5 separate regions of the Sus scrofa genome follow, and all the other regions are linked to region 1. The links are chromatin contacts, called in public Hi-C and HiChIP or PLAC-seq maps. All regions are on one chromosome and are shown on one strand. Each heading gives the region's core, a stretch centred on a gene start, on an enhancer-like site or on the middle of the called end of the contact. The rest is flanking DNA. Distances are from core to core; before and after follow the strand shown.

Region 1 (2,700 bases), core at 36-2,535:
AAGTTCTAACCTGAGCAAAAGTAGTATTTATACAAAGGAGTGAAGGCTGGAGTTCCCGTAGTGGCACAGTGGTTAACGAATCTGACTAGGAACCATGAGGTTGCAGGTTCGATCCCTGGCCTTGCTCAGTGGGTTAAGGATCTGGCATTGCCATGAGCTGTGGTGTAGGTCACAGACGCAGCTCGGATCGCAAGTTGCTGTGGCTCTGGCGTCGGCCAGCAGCTACAGCTCCGATTGGACCCCTAGCCTGGGAACCTCCATATGCCGAGGGAGCGGCCCTAGAAAAGGCAAAAAAAAAGAAAAAAAGAAAAAAAAATGAGTAAAGGCTGATTAACTAATGAATCCATGCTTTGCTAAAAAAACCTAAAATTAGTAGTATATTCAAAACAATGTAAATATTTCAAGAAAGGCTCCTGAGGAGCTTTTCGTATAGCTCTTTTGGGATGGGCTAACAAGATAGCTTCTAGTCTTCTGTAACTGTTAACCATCTCCAAAGTGTTACCTACCCATAGCTGAATCACGACAGAAAGAAACCTGAACAAAGGCAGAATGGTCAACCTTGGGATTATTATTTCTGTTTTCTGGCTGCACCTGCATCATGCAGAAGTTCTCGGGCCAGGGATTTAACCCACGCCACAGCAGCGACCTGAGCCACTGCACTGTCAGTGTCAGATCCTTAACCTGCTGAGCCACACAGGAACTCCAACCATGGGATTATTGTGAGGTGATATATTAAAGAAAAAAGTGTGGCCAATAAGATTGGATAGGTTACATTTTAAAATATTAAACACAAAGTTTTTAATGGCTGTTGTGGCTCAGTGGGTTAGGGACCCAACCTTGTCTCTGTGACATATGGGTTTGTGCCCTGGCCTCACTCAGTGGGTTAAGAATCTGGCCTTGCTGCAAGTTGCAGCATAGATCTCACATGCAGCTTGGATCTGGTGTTGCTGTGGCTGTTGTGTAGGCCTCATCTGCAGCTCTCAACTGACCCCTAGCCTGAGAACTTCCAGATGCTGCAGGGGAAGCTGTAAAAATAAAAAATAAAATAAAATAAAATAATTAAACAGATTTCTTTAGAGCAAGACTACCTAGAGATTGTAATACGCTGGCATGTATTGTGACTCTCCAAAGGGAAATAGTATACAGAAATTTCCTAACTTAAATTATTTGACCCCAGAATCACCTTCCTTTTTTTTTTTTTTTTTTTTTTTCAGAAGGGTTGGCAGTTGGGGATGTCACATCTTTCTATGTTAGTGCTTTGTAAAACAAACATGCAGAAATGCTGCTCTGCTCTAAGAATTTCATTTCTAGGAAAGAGCACTCTAAATGACACTGGGGCTATCTGCAAGAAAAGGTCATTGGGGGAGAAAAAAAAAAAGGTCATTATGACTCAAACTTACTTTTGAAACCAACACTATCAGCAGTCAAAATACCATGCAATGACTATTGCTACTTGTGGTGGGAATATTTTACCCTTTGTAAATTTTGTTTGTTTGTTTTTCTTTTTAGAGCTGTACCTGCAGCATATGGAAGCTACTGGTCTAGGGGTCAAATCAGAGCTGCTGCTGAGGCCTATACAACAGCCACAGCAGTGCTAGATCCAAGCTGCATCTGTGACCCATGCCACAGCTCGCAGCAATGCCAGATCCTTAATTCACTGAATGAGGCCAGGGATCAAACCTGAATCCTCAAGGACACTATGCTGGGTTCTTTTAAGTTTTAAAGCCTTTGAGCTTTCCTGAGAGAATGATGAAGATAATATTTACAGGAGATGACACCAATGAGTGAAGGCACAGAACTTCTGATGGAGCCAGGAAGTGTTCGTAGTTAGGGCAGAAGTGAAATTCAGCTGGAAAAGCCATAGCCCTGCTCAGGTACCCAGAGGAACTCACTAGGGCGGAGGCAACCAAAAGTCAGAAAAGCAATTCAGCCCTCGTCTGTGATATGTTTATTTATTTTGTGTATCCACACTCACAGTTATCAGGTAATTCAGTTATTTCTAATCTTGGTATTTTCTGAAACTACTGCTTTGGGGTTAGCTAAATTAAGGTTAAGAAAAAGACATACTGGGAGCTCCTTCATGGCTCAGTGGTTAACAAACCTGACTAGGATCCATGAGGATAAGGGTTTGATCCCTGGCCTCGATCAGTGGGTAAAGGATCTGGTGTTGCCGTGAACTGTGGTATAGGTCAAAGACGCAGCTTGGATCTGGCATTGCTATGGCTCTGGCATAGGCTGGCAGCTACAGCTCCAACTGGACCCCTAGCCTGGGAACTTCCATATGCCACAGGTGCGGCCCTGAAAAGCAAAGAAAGAAGGAAAGAAGGAAGGAAGGAAGGGAGGGAGGGGGGAGGGAGGGAGGGAGGAAGGAAAGAAAGACAGACAGAGAAAGAAAGAGAAAGAAAGAAAGAAAGAAAGAAAGAAAGAAAGAAAGAAAGAAAGAAAGAAAGGGACATACCTTTGAGCTACTAAACAGACAGCAAGTGACATGCTCTATTATGATGCTTCAGAAAGTAGCTGATACACACATTCCAATATAGTCAAACCCACTTTGTTATGTATCCTGGATAAAGTTCTAACCCTCACATGTGTCCACGGTTCAAAACTCTGCAATACTGAATGAGTATGTCCACCTTCGCTTCCACTTTGGAAACCATTAACTCAAATATTTCCCTTTTGGGAACTATGACTCAAACATCC
Region 2 (2,700 bases), core at 64-2,563, 140 kb after region 1:
ATTAGTTTTTGCCACGTGAAAACCATGTCACATTTAACCCTTAAACTCTCCGTTTTCTCTTCTGTGAAACAGGGCTACTAATAAAACTCATCCACAGAATCATCTTAGAAGTAAATAAAATGTTCCGTAGAGCATCTAGCACGTAATTAAGTTGGATACACATTAGTCACTGTGGTTGTCATGTTATTATTAAGAAGGTCTTCATAATCCTCAGTAATAAGACAGGGCAATGCTAGAAGACCCCAAAATAGAAGACAAGCGTAAAATCACTTATATTTGGTCCTGGAATGTAATGTAAAACTAACATTTAAATTAGAGTATGACTGATTTGGGGGGGGGAATAGCAAAAGATGACAGGAAAACAATGCAGATTTCCTATCCTTCCTATCCCATCAGAGCTGAGAACTATTTTCTGGGTCCTGGTCTCTGCTAAAAACAGCACACTGCAGAGAGACTGCTACCATACAACTTTTTTTTTTCTTTTTGTCTTTTTAGGGCGGCACCCAAGGCATATGGAAGTTCTCAGGCTAGGGGTCATAGCCGCCAGCCTATGCCACAGCCACAGCCACGCCAGATCCAAGCTGCATCTGCGACCTACACCACAGTTCACAGCAACGCCAGATCCTTAACCCACTGAGCAAAGCCAGGGATCGAACCTGCGTCCTCATGGATACTAGTCAGATTTTGTTTCTGCTGAGCCATGATAGGAACTCCTGCTATGGTACTATTGCTCTGCTTATTTTATGAAGGTTGCTTTACGGAGCTCCACTGGGCTTTTGTAAGTAACTACTTTGCTTCAGCTGAGAGGCCCCTAGTTGGATGTGGGCAGATGGAGAAGGGAAGACAGTGGCCAGGGTGTGTCACTGAAAAATAACTGTGGACCTGCCCTGTTCCCTGTTGAGTTTAACTATCAAGAAACTAAAAGGCTAGATTTGTCATAGCGTTTCTAAAGCCAACTAAAAGAACATAACAATTAGAATTACAGACACAAAGGCAGTTCGATTTGCCAGATGTCTGGTTTTAAACAAGATGAGGTTTGCACTTTCCATGTGAATTTATAAAGCGTCTCAGTGTTTCGGTTAGACTCATCTGAAAGTACTAAAGACAGCATTGCATAAAACAAAAACATAATTGTATTTAACTCAAAGCACCCTGCCAAGGGTGGGCAAGATCAAGTAAATGGCTGGACAAGCTCTCATTATAATGTGTCCAGAGTACAAAGGAGCTGGGTTTTCCTATCAGAGGACAATGGAGCACCAAGCAGACAGCTTTCCAGCCACCCTTCCAAAGCTGAAGTCACAGCTGAAGCAGCAGGAGAAGGACTGGTTCCTCTTCCCTTTTCCTTTTTTTTTTTTTTTTTTTTTAGGGCAGCACCCACAGCACATGGAGGTTCCAGGCAAGGGGTACAATCAGAGCTGCAGCCGCCAGCCTACACCCACAGCCACAGCAACTCAGGATCCGAGCCGCGTCTGGGACCTGCGCCACAGCTCATGGCAATGCAGGATCCTTAACCCACTAGGCAAGGCCAGGGATCGAACCGGCTGCCTCATGAATGCTAGCCAGGTTGGTTAACCACTGAGCCACGACAGGAACTCCCCTCTTCCCTTTTTCTACATCAGCGATTCCCAAGGAAGCGAAAAGGAAGAATGTACATCAGAACAAGCAGCGAGGCTCTGTCTCTCACCAACAGAGACAGTAAGCCTTGGTGGAGTTCCTGTTGTGGCGCAACAGGAATGAATCAGACTAGCATAGAGGGATGAGGGTTCGATCCCTGGCCTCGCTCAGTGGCTCCAGATCCGTCACTGCCATGAGCTGTGGTGTAGGTCACAGATGCAGCTCAGATCTGGCGTTGCTGAGGCTGTGGTGTAAGGCAGCGGCTACAGCTCTGATTCGATCCCTAGCTTGGGAACCTCCATATGCCTCGGGTGCAGCCCTAAAAAGCAAAAAAACAAAACAAACAAAAAAAAGAGATATGCCTTCTTCTACCCATACCTGAAAGCTCCCTCTTGTATTCGCCAGGGAGTCCTGTCCCTACTCAGAAGCACAGCCATGACAGTTGTGGAGTTTAATTGCAACGACAGAGACCAGGAAAGATAAGGCTGAAGGTATGACGTATCTTCACCTGCCTCACAAAGCACTTGAGACCCCTCTGGAATCCAGGCGGTGGGAATTACAAGAACATAGAGGCATGACAAGAGGGTAACTTCCGAAGTTTGTTTAATGTGTTTTATAAACAGATAAACTAGGAAAAAAACAAACACCTGAAAAAATCAGTAGCTGTTAAGAGTAACAGAGAACAAAGGCAAAGAAATCACTGATGTTAGTCATTCTAAGTACTCAAGGAACTCAAATAATATTGAGTTGCTGGGGGAAAGGTGGAAGAATGCGGTGGTAAAAATAAAATGGTGTTCCTCAGTTAAAAATAAAATACTGTGAACGTCAATTTAGAGGAGAGAATCATCAAGCGCAAAAGAGTAGAAAAAAGTACACCAAAAGTTGAATAATTTCACGTTGCAAATAAGAAGTCAAGTTTTGTTCATGTTTCATGTCTTTAGTTTCTTGAACACCTTGATGAAACATGGAATCTTGGGTGTGTAAAAAAAAAAAAAAACCATGGTGTATTTCCCAGCTTTTCTATAAGCCTCCTAAAGACTTACAACTCAAAGCCAAAAGAATAAATAAAATCAAATGCCTCTGGCT
Region 3 (2,700 bases), core at 6-2,505, 230 kb after region 1:
ATTAGCCTTCATCTTGTTTAATGGCAACTTCATTCATGCCTTGATTTTCTTTACTGCATTTATCAGGTTTTTTGTTTGTTTGTTTTTGCTGTTTAGAGCCACACCTGTGGCATATGCAAGTTCCCAGGCTAGGGGTAGAAAGAGAACTATAGCTGCTGGCCTACAACACAGCCACAGCAGCACCAGATCCGAGCTGTGTCTGCAACCTATACCACAGCTCACAGCAACGCTGGATCCTTAACCCACTGATCGAGGCCAGGGATCAAACCTCATGGATCCTAGTCGGGTTCGTTTCCACTGAACCACAAGGAGAACTTTACTTATCAGTTTCTAAAATTATCAGATTTACTTACTCATTACCTGTGTCGCCAAGGAAATGCAAATTCTAAGACAGCAGAGGATTTTAGTTACTCCTAAATCTATTAGAACATTATCTGATGTTCTAGTAAGTCAATGTTCAAATAAGTATTTGTTGAGCTAATACCTTCTGGAGTATGTGGTAACCTGTCTCCAAAGATAGCCTCCAACAAGTACTTCCACCTCTTTCTGTATGGACACCTCCCTTCTCACATCAAGAAGTAGGTCATGAGAGTTCCTGTTGTGGCTCAGCAGGTTAAGAATCCACTGTTGCCATGAGCTGTGGTGTAGGTTACAGATGAGGCCCAGATCCCGCTTTGCTGTGGCTGTGGTGTGGGCTGGTAGTTGCAGCTTTGATTCGACCCCTAGCCTGGGAACTTCCATATGCCTGCGTCCCTTTAAAAAAAAAAAAAAAAAAAAAAAAAAGGAGTTCCCGTCGTGGCACAGTGGTTAACGAATCCGACTAGGAACCATGAGGTTGCGGGTTCGGTCCCTGCCCCTGCTCAGTGGGTTAAGGATCCGGTGTTGCTGTGAGCTGTGGTGTAGGTCGCAGACGCGGCTCGGATCCCGCGTTGCTGTGGCTCTGGCGTAGATTGGCGGCTACAGCTCCGATTCGACCCCTAGCCTGGGAACCTCCATATGCCGCGGGAGCGGCCCAAGAAATGCCAAAAAGACCAAAAAAAAAAAAAAAAAAAAAAAAAATTAATTTCTAAAAAAAAAAAAAAAGCAGTAGAGCAAGAATCTGAACTGTCCCTGTTATTTGACCAGTAGACTATGGCAGAAGAGGTATTCTAGAATCTTTGATTCCAGGCCTTCCTTAAGAGAAGTGGAAGCATGTGCTTCCTTCTTCATGAGATGCTGGCTCTTGGACACTCCCTCTTGGAACCCAGCCACCATCATGGGAGCGGCTGTGTCAAGGAGAACCAAGGTGCTCCAATCACCAGCTCACGTGGCCCAGGGCATCACTAGCATGTGAGTGAGCCCTCTTCACTTCCAGCCCAACAAGGCTCCTCGATGTCTCAAGCCCCCAGCTGACGTGACAAGGAGCAGAAACCACCATCCAGCTAAGCCCAGTTAACCCAGAGACTCATAAGAGATAATTAAACAATTGTTTTAAATCACTAAGTTTGGGGTACTTTGTTACAAGGCAACAGATAACTAAAGCAGAGCAAACACAACGAGCCGAAAACAGCTTTGTTAATAAACTTACTATGGCATATGATTTATCAAAAATGAATTCTCAAAACTGTATAAGCTGAACCATATTAGATCACTGAAATTTTAGCAAATACAAATAATAAAAATTGTTCTGGGAGTTCCAGCTGTGTGGCAGAAACAAACCTGACTCATATCCATAAGGATGTGTGCTCAATCCCTGGCCTCAGTCAGTGGGTTAAAGATCTAGCATTGCCGTAAACTGTGTGTAGGTTGCAGACACGGCACGGATCTGTTGTTGCTGTGACTGTGGCTGTGGCCATGGCCGGCAGCTACAGCTCTGATATGACCCCTAGCCTGGGACCTTCCATATGCCGCAAGTGTGGCCCTAAAAACCGATTTAAAAATTCTTATTTGGTTAGTGTTAAGGTCTCCAGTAAAAATAATACAGAAAAGAAAGCCTTTCCCACTAAACACATTCACTACTAGAAAGTACACAGGACAACTGCCCTGCAGCATGAAACAAGTATCAATTTTCCCTCAAAACGTTTTTTATCCAAAGTTCAGGTCTACTAATGACCCCCATGTTCCAAGTGACTCGGGTCTGAAAATTCTGTCAGCTTGGATTTCTTTCTCCCTTATTCAAAACATATATGAACTGCTAGGTGCTCAAGATTTTATTTCAGCCAATGCCACTGACACTTACTCATTTCTTCTCAATCTCCCTGTCACTAACCTACTCAAAACCTTAAAAAACCTTGCCTTCAATTTTACAGCAGCCTCCTAATCAGTTTCTTGCCTATGGCCTTTTTCAGCTCCAATCCAGAGGCTAGACTCTAAACACTACATATAAATTGACCAAATCTAATATCACAGGTCAAAAACCGGTCATGTCTACTGCCTGAGGAACTAGTTACCAACCCTTCCCTTAGCACTGAAGGCATCGCACAACAGAGTCCCAAAGAGCTTTCCCACTCGTGCTCAGGCTGGACCCATCCCTTTAAACTGTCTTTTAGTTTTTACACCTTTGCTCGTGCTGCTCATTCCTCTTGGAATATTGCTCTCCAACATCTATGTAATATTCAAACCTCCTCTCAAATTCTACCTGCCCTGTTCCTGGTTTACTCCACTTCTCTATGAACGTTCACATCACTTCTGATGCCTCAGGAGTTAGAACATTCTGCCTTG
Region 4 (2,700 bases), core at 167-2,666, 180 kb after region 1:
CCCCGTGCGTTGGACCCTCCCCCGCGCCTCCCAGCCTCTGCTTGCCTGATTGGGGTCTGTGGCGCGGAAAACGTGGCAGGCCATCTGCGACTCGGGGTCGTCGGGCTGCGCCTTGATCAGGTAGGCAAAGTAGGTGAGGTCGTGGCTATTGTGGATGAAACGCGAGATGTGCTGCGCCTTGTGCTCGAAGATGAACACGGCCGGGTTGGGCTGAGCGGTCGCGGGGCAGGAGGCCCCCACGGCCCCGGCGCCCGGCGCGGGGACGCAGCGCAAGAAAGGCGCGCTGAGCACCAGGAGCACCTCGCGGGGCGCCGGCGCCCCGCAGCCGCCCGCCTCGGGCTTCTGGCTGCGCCGGCGGATCTCGGCCATTAGCCAGGGCAGCATGGGCAGCGTGGTCCTGCGGTCCAAGCACGACCCCCCCACGTACCACAGCCGGAACCGCTTGTCGCCCGGTTTCCCGGGGCCCAGCTGTGCAGGAGCGCCCGGCTCGGGCTCCAGAGGGTGCGGGAATGGCTCATCCTGAATGCAGCTGGGGGGCTCCATAACTCGCACCTCCCGAGGGCACCGAGACGGTCGGATAGGCGTGCCGCGCGCCCAGCTCTCGCGTTGAAGCGCGCCGAAACTGTGCCAATTGCAGCGTCGGGCCCCTGCGCCCGCCTTGGCGAGACCCCGAACTCCGCGCTTCAGCGGCCCTGCCCCATGCGGCACTACCCCGGGCGCGGCTCCCAGGCTCCGGCGGCGGGCACCCGAGGAGCGCCAGGCAACAGGACTGGCAGGAGAGGGCGGGTTAAATCGTCATCCTCCTTTCTCCAGCTTGCGCCGAGGGCCGGACCTCCCCTTCCTCGTCCGCGACTCCTCTGGGTCGGAAGACCACGCCGAGGGCCCCGCGCCGCCGCAGGTCGCCGTCCGCTCCAGCGCTGCAGAGCCGCTGCGGCCGCCGTGCTCGCCCCGGGCGGGCACTGGGAGGCTGGCTGGGCGGGGAATGGGCTGTGGGCGGGAGGGGATGACTTGGGGCGGAGCTGACTCCCACCAGGGTGACCGGCTGTCACCTGGAAGGTCGGGGCCGCGGAGCTTCGGCGGGATCGGTACTCAGCGAGGGCCTGTGAGAACTCTTTCGCTGGAAAATAACAAAAACAAAACGTGGCCTCGCGGGGGCCGCGCCTCCTCCAGTCGCCGCAGCCCAGCTCGCTGCTCCTCCTCCAACTGTTCCCGTCCCTCCCTCGCTCCTTCCTTCCTTCCAGGCTGCTGCTTTAATCCGGCTGCCACCCCGCCTCCCGTCCGGCGGGCAGAGAGCGTGTCCATAAAAGCTTATCTGTGAATTCACCTCTACGCCTCTTTCTCTGCCCAGGCCCCAGACCGCCCCTCCAATCCGCCCCTCGGGCAGCAGTCTTGCGCCTGGCGCCGGCAGTGCCCGGACCAACTCGGCTTTTCTAGAGTCGCCGAGATCTCCAGCTTCTTCTGGGCATCTCTGCTGCCCCCTGGAGGAGGGGGGGCACTCGCAATGGGGCAATGGGACTTTTTTAAAAAATCATACTTGCTTGGTTTCAATTCTTTTTAAAACCTGCACAATAATTTTTGAGTCTTATATCTTAATAATCTCAAAAAATAAATTACGAAATCATGATGAATTTTTTTCCACTGCAAAAGAAATCTATGATTTTTTTTTATTAGCACTTACAGGGGCTTTGGTCATCCGAAAAAAAATATTTTTTCAGAAAAGGCTTTTTAGGTCTTTGTGTTTCAAGGCAAATGAACACTTGGTACATGGTTGGTTTTTTTTTTTTTTTTTTTGGTCTTTTTAGGGCTGCACCCTCGGCATATGGAGGTTCCCAGGCTAGGAGTTGGATCAGAGGGATAGCCACTGACCTACGTCACAGCCAACACCAGATCAGAGCCAGGTCTGCGACCTACACCACAGCTCAGGCATCGCTGGATGCTTGATCCACAGAGCAAAGCCAGGAATCCAACCTGCATTCACGTCAGATACTAGTCAGATTTCGTTTCTGCTGAGCCAGGAGGGGAACGCCCACGTATGATTTTGACCTCAAATACTGGTCAGGTCTACTACCTGGTGAACTAGAAGGGACTTGGTGGGCCTTTTCCTTCCTCCAGCCTCTCAAGGCTCTTGGTAGATTGTCTCTTTGATGACATACTCTTAAACCTCTGTAATGTGTGAGGATATTACAATAGTAAAGCGTGCTCCATCATTTCCTATTCAAACTTTTTTGGCGCTTAGGATCAGGTAGGTTGTCTAACTAAACTCACCTGACAGGTTTTACAATACTCACAAAGACAACATGTCACAAAATATAGCTTTCTTCCTATGTCTCACTGAGATATTCAAGTTTCAAAATACAGGCCCAACAATCTTCCATCTCCAACTACAATCTCATTCCTTCATTGTTCAGGAGCTACATGCAAGTAGTGCCTTCCCCTGCACCTCTCAAGTTGGAAGATTCTGACCCCAAGTCTTCTCATGGGTCTGCCAAGGTCCCAGAAAACAATCAGGTCACATGGGTAACAGCAAAGTACAAGACCCACCATTTCCAAAACAGGACAAAGTAACAAAAATAAACACGAGCACTGAAACAACTTTAAAGTCCCCTATCCCTTATGAGAGTATTTTTCCAGCAAAAATTATTTTTCAAGAACCAAATGCACTGAACAATCTACACTTATATCAAGGTCACCAAACACGTA
Region 5 (2,700 bases), core at 171-2,670, 210 kb after region 1:
AAAATCTAAAGTACAGGGATTCCCATCATGGCTCAGCAGTAACAAACCTGACTAGCATCCATGAAGACACGGGTTTGATCCCTGGCCTCACTCAGTGGGTTAAGGATCCAGCTTTCCTGTGATCTGTGGTATAAATTGCAGATGCAGCTCGGTTCCTGTGTTGCTGTGGCTGTGGTGCAGGCTGGCAGCTGTAGTTCCGATTCAACCCCTAGCCCGGGAATCTCCATATGCTGCGGGTGCAACCCTAAAAAGCCAAAAATTTAATTAATGAGACTATTTTGCCTTCTTTCCACATAAATCTGACATGTATGTTAACCTGTCTGAAGAGCAGAATGTATGAAAATATCTGGGTTTTGCTTGATGAGCTGGGGGCAAAGGATTTGTTTTTGGAAACTAAATGTTCATTAACATATTATCCAACTTGAGAATGATATTTTCCAAAAGTTTACATTTAGGTCAAGTGTTTGATACTTGAAACACATTTTCCCACAGAAATGCTATAAACAGTGGTTAATTCCCAGGTCAGCCCAGTGAAACTCATTAAATTCCTAAGAAGCAAAATAAACATTCTCAAAGAGAATAGTACAAAACTTAGGAAAACAGCTTGCCTTTTAAATTCAAAAGATAAACATGCAATTTAAATTTATTCTCATCAGGAGTTCTTGGCGCAGCGGAAACGAATCCGACTAGGAACCATGAGGTTTGATCCCTGGCCTCGCCATGAGCTGTGATGTAGGTCGCAGACCTGGCTCGGATCTAGTGCTGCTGTGGCTGTGGTGTAGGCTGGTGACTGCAGCTCCAATTGGACCCTTAGCCTGGGAACCTCCATATGCCACGGGTATGGCCCTAAAAAGACAAATAAATAAATAAATAAATAAATAAATAAATAAATTCTCATCAAATCCACCACCCATTGTTTGAGCCAGGGGCTTACTTTGGGCCTCTTTGCATATAACCTTACATACTACAAATGAGGGAGGGGGTAGGTGGGAGAAGCGGGGGAGTAGTGGGTGTTACACTTGGGTGGGTGGAAGATGGAGAGATCCTGAGTGCAGTCTGGGAAGGCAAGTGTGGTTTGGACTCAGATTGGGCGGGCAGGTTCCGCCTCTAATATGGGGTGGGGAGGGGCAATGACGTCGGTACCCCACGGGATGGAGGGAGGGATGGAAAGGGAACTTCATTTTCTCATAATCCCAGAAGGTTTAATGTGCTACTGGGCAGAGGGGGGGTAATGGATATGCCTGTGGGCAGTTGGGAAGCATGCAGGACCAGTGCGCTCACTCTTCATGGGATCTGAGTACCCGGGGCGGTGGGAGGGCTGGGGGGAGCGGGGTGGGGGGTGGAGGGGACAGCAACCAGCAGTGGACCTGCGCTTCCCACAGCACTGTGTTGCCGAGCAGAGGACTCAGAGAGTGGATTCACACAGGAGACCTGCGGAAATGCTGACAGGATGTGAAGAGAGCTCTCTTCCCAACACAGAGGGTCAGAAGAGGAAGTAGAAATGAAGTCTCTTGCAGTAATGCCACGCAAAATGTTATACCCAGCTGGGGGCATGGGTGGTGGTGGGGGGGGTGTCACCATGTCTATAGCACAGCGACACCGACGTTTGATGCGTTTTCGGTGTGTCTATCCTCATTTGGGGGCAGGGTTCACAAAAAATCCTGCTTCTAAATACTACACATTTGCGAAAATAAGAAAACGTCACCCCGTAAGAACTATAAGAAATCTTCAAAAGCATACTTAAAAACAAATATTTTAAGAAATTTTCAAAAGCATACTTAAAAGCAAATATTTTAATCAAGTATTTTTTAAAACCATGATACATATTTTTTATAATGCACAATGGACTTAATAAAATTTTAACTGATCCTCTTCACCAATGCTTATAACTTAGTAGACATTACTTCTTAATTTTCCACTATATATGGAATTCAAATATATATGAATGCATTTTTAGTCTTATAAAGCAATATGGATAATACCTGTTGTCAATACATATTGATAATGGCAGGTGTATGATATAACAGATATGGCATTATTCACCATTTCTTTATTGACTGCTATTCACTTTCCTTTATTTTGCTTTTTTGCCACTGGAAATGGTACAATAAATATCTTCATATAAATATCTTGTGTGGCTCAAGTTTAAACACTCCAAAAATCTTACCAGCTTACCACAGTAAGTTTGTTTCTAGCTCACATCACTGCCTGGTGCAAAATCAGGCTGCTAGCACGAGGAGCTGGCCTCCAATCGTAATTCAGGGATTCATCTTATGGTTTCACTACCTCAGATTCCTTCATTTCCAGCAGCCAACATGGCAGAGAGCTTGGAAGACAAGGAAAGATTTATGACAAAGACTGGATGTGGCTTGGGGCACTTCTGCACAGATTTCACTGGCTACAACCCAATCACAAGCTCCCAACCTAACTGCAAGGGAGGCTAGGAAATGCAGTCTTCCTGTATGCCCCAACAGGAACTGGATGAACGGTTAGCCAGTTTTGCAAATATTTTTACATATTGGTGGCTTTATTCCAAAGCATCTATTTCTAGACTGAAATTTCCGATTGTGAAATTTCTACATGGCATGTACGTGTATCTTCCTGCAAAAAGAACAAAATAACCCTTATTTCTGTCAGCAGAACAGAAATACTCAGCGCTATTCTTTTTTTTTCTTTTTCAGCCACAGCCACAGCATATGG

What was found. Hi-C and Micro-C count contacts between places; a contact is called where the count stands out from the background. HiChIP or PLAC-seq counts read pairs in DNA pulled down with a chosen protein or histone mark.
Region 2: a contact with region 1 is called in an H3K27ac HiChIP or PLAC-seq map of alveolar macrophages. The contact joins two enhancer-like sites. A contact is called at or near these places in 1 of 47 Hi-C or Micro-C datasets (embryonic fibroblasts) and 1 of 2 datasets of contacts at active chromatin or transcription factors (alveolar macrophages).
Region 3: an H3K27ac HiChIP or PLAC-seq map of alveolar macrophages shows a contact between it and region 1. The contact joins two enhancer-like sites. A contact is called at or near these places in 1 of 5 promoter capture datasets (skeletal muscle), 9 of 47 Hi-C or Micro-C datasets (brain, embryonic fibroblasts, heart right ventricle and 4 more) and 2 of 2 datasets of contacts at active chromatin or transcription factors (alveolar macrophages and skeletal muscle).
Region 4: a Hi-C map of alveolar macrophages shows a contact between it and region 1, with 2.9 times the contacts expected there. The contact joins the promoter of TBC1D4 here to the enhancer-like site in region 1. A contact is called at or near these places in 2 of 5 promoter capture datasets (fetal liver and liver), 18 of 47 Hi-C or Micro-C datasets (alveolar macrophages, blood, brain and 12 more) and 2 of 2 datasets of contacts at active chromatin or transcription factors (alveolar macrophages and skeletal muscle).
Region 5: a contact with region 1 is called in an H3K27ac HiChIP or PLAC-seq map of alveolar macrophages. The contact joins two enhancer-like sites. A contact is called at or near these places in 2 of 2 datasets of contacts at active chromatin or transcription factors (alveolar macrophages and skeletal muscle).

What each region holds. Positions count from the first base shown.
Region 1 is chr11:47,578,201-47,580,900 of Sscrofa11.1, forward strand. The region is part of intron 11 of TBC1D4 (TBC1 domain family member 4); the gene reads right to left. Among named protein-coding and RNA genes, the nearest start is that of TBC1D4, 180 kb to the right of the region's middle. Within about 2 kb of position 1,286, at least 1 of the 83 cell types and tissues checked has an H3K27ac peak or open chromatin away from gene starts, as enhancers often do. A contact at or near this core is called in alveolar macrophages, where this site is marked.
Region 2 is chr11:47,716,613-47,719,312 of Sscrofa11.1, forward strand. The region is part of intron 1 of TBC1D4 (TBC1 domain family member 4); the gene reads right to left. Among named protein-coding and RNA genes, the nearest start is that of TBC1D4, 43 kb to the right of the region's middle. Within about 2 kb of position 1,314, at least 16 of the 83 cell types and tissues checked have an H3K27ac peak or open chromatin away from gene starts, as enhancers often do. A contact at or near this core is called in alveolar macrophages, where this site is marked.
Region 3 is chr11:47,810,251-47,812,950 of Sscrofa11.1, forward strand. The region is part of intron 2 of COMMD6 (COMM domain containing 6); the gene reads right to left. Among named protein-coding and RNA genes, the nearest start is that of COMMD6, 6.9 kb to the right of the region's middle. Within about 2 kb of position 1,256, at least 3 of the 83 cell types and tissues checked have an H3K27ac peak or open chromatin away from gene starts, as enhancers often do. A contact at or near this core is called in alveolar macrophages, where this site is marked.
Region 4 is chr11:47,759,512-47,762,211 of Sscrofa11.1, forward strand. It overlaps TBC1D4 (TBC1 domain family member 4), which reads right to left and starts at 1,417. Exons shown (of 20, transcript XM_021065670.1): 1 at 46-1,417. The coding sequence starts at 543.
Region 5 is chr11:47,792,436-47,795,135 of Sscrofa11.1, forward strand. COMMD6 (COMM domain containing 6) reads right to left here. Exons shown (of 4, transcript NM_001267850.1): 4 at 2,675-2,700. Among named protein-coding and RNA genes, the nearest start is that of COMMD6, 25 kb to the right of the region's middle. Within about 2 kb of position 1,421, at least 3 of the 83 cell types and tissues checked have an H3K27ac peak or open chromatin away from gene starts, as enhancers often do. A contact at or near this core is called in alveolar macrophages, where this site is marked.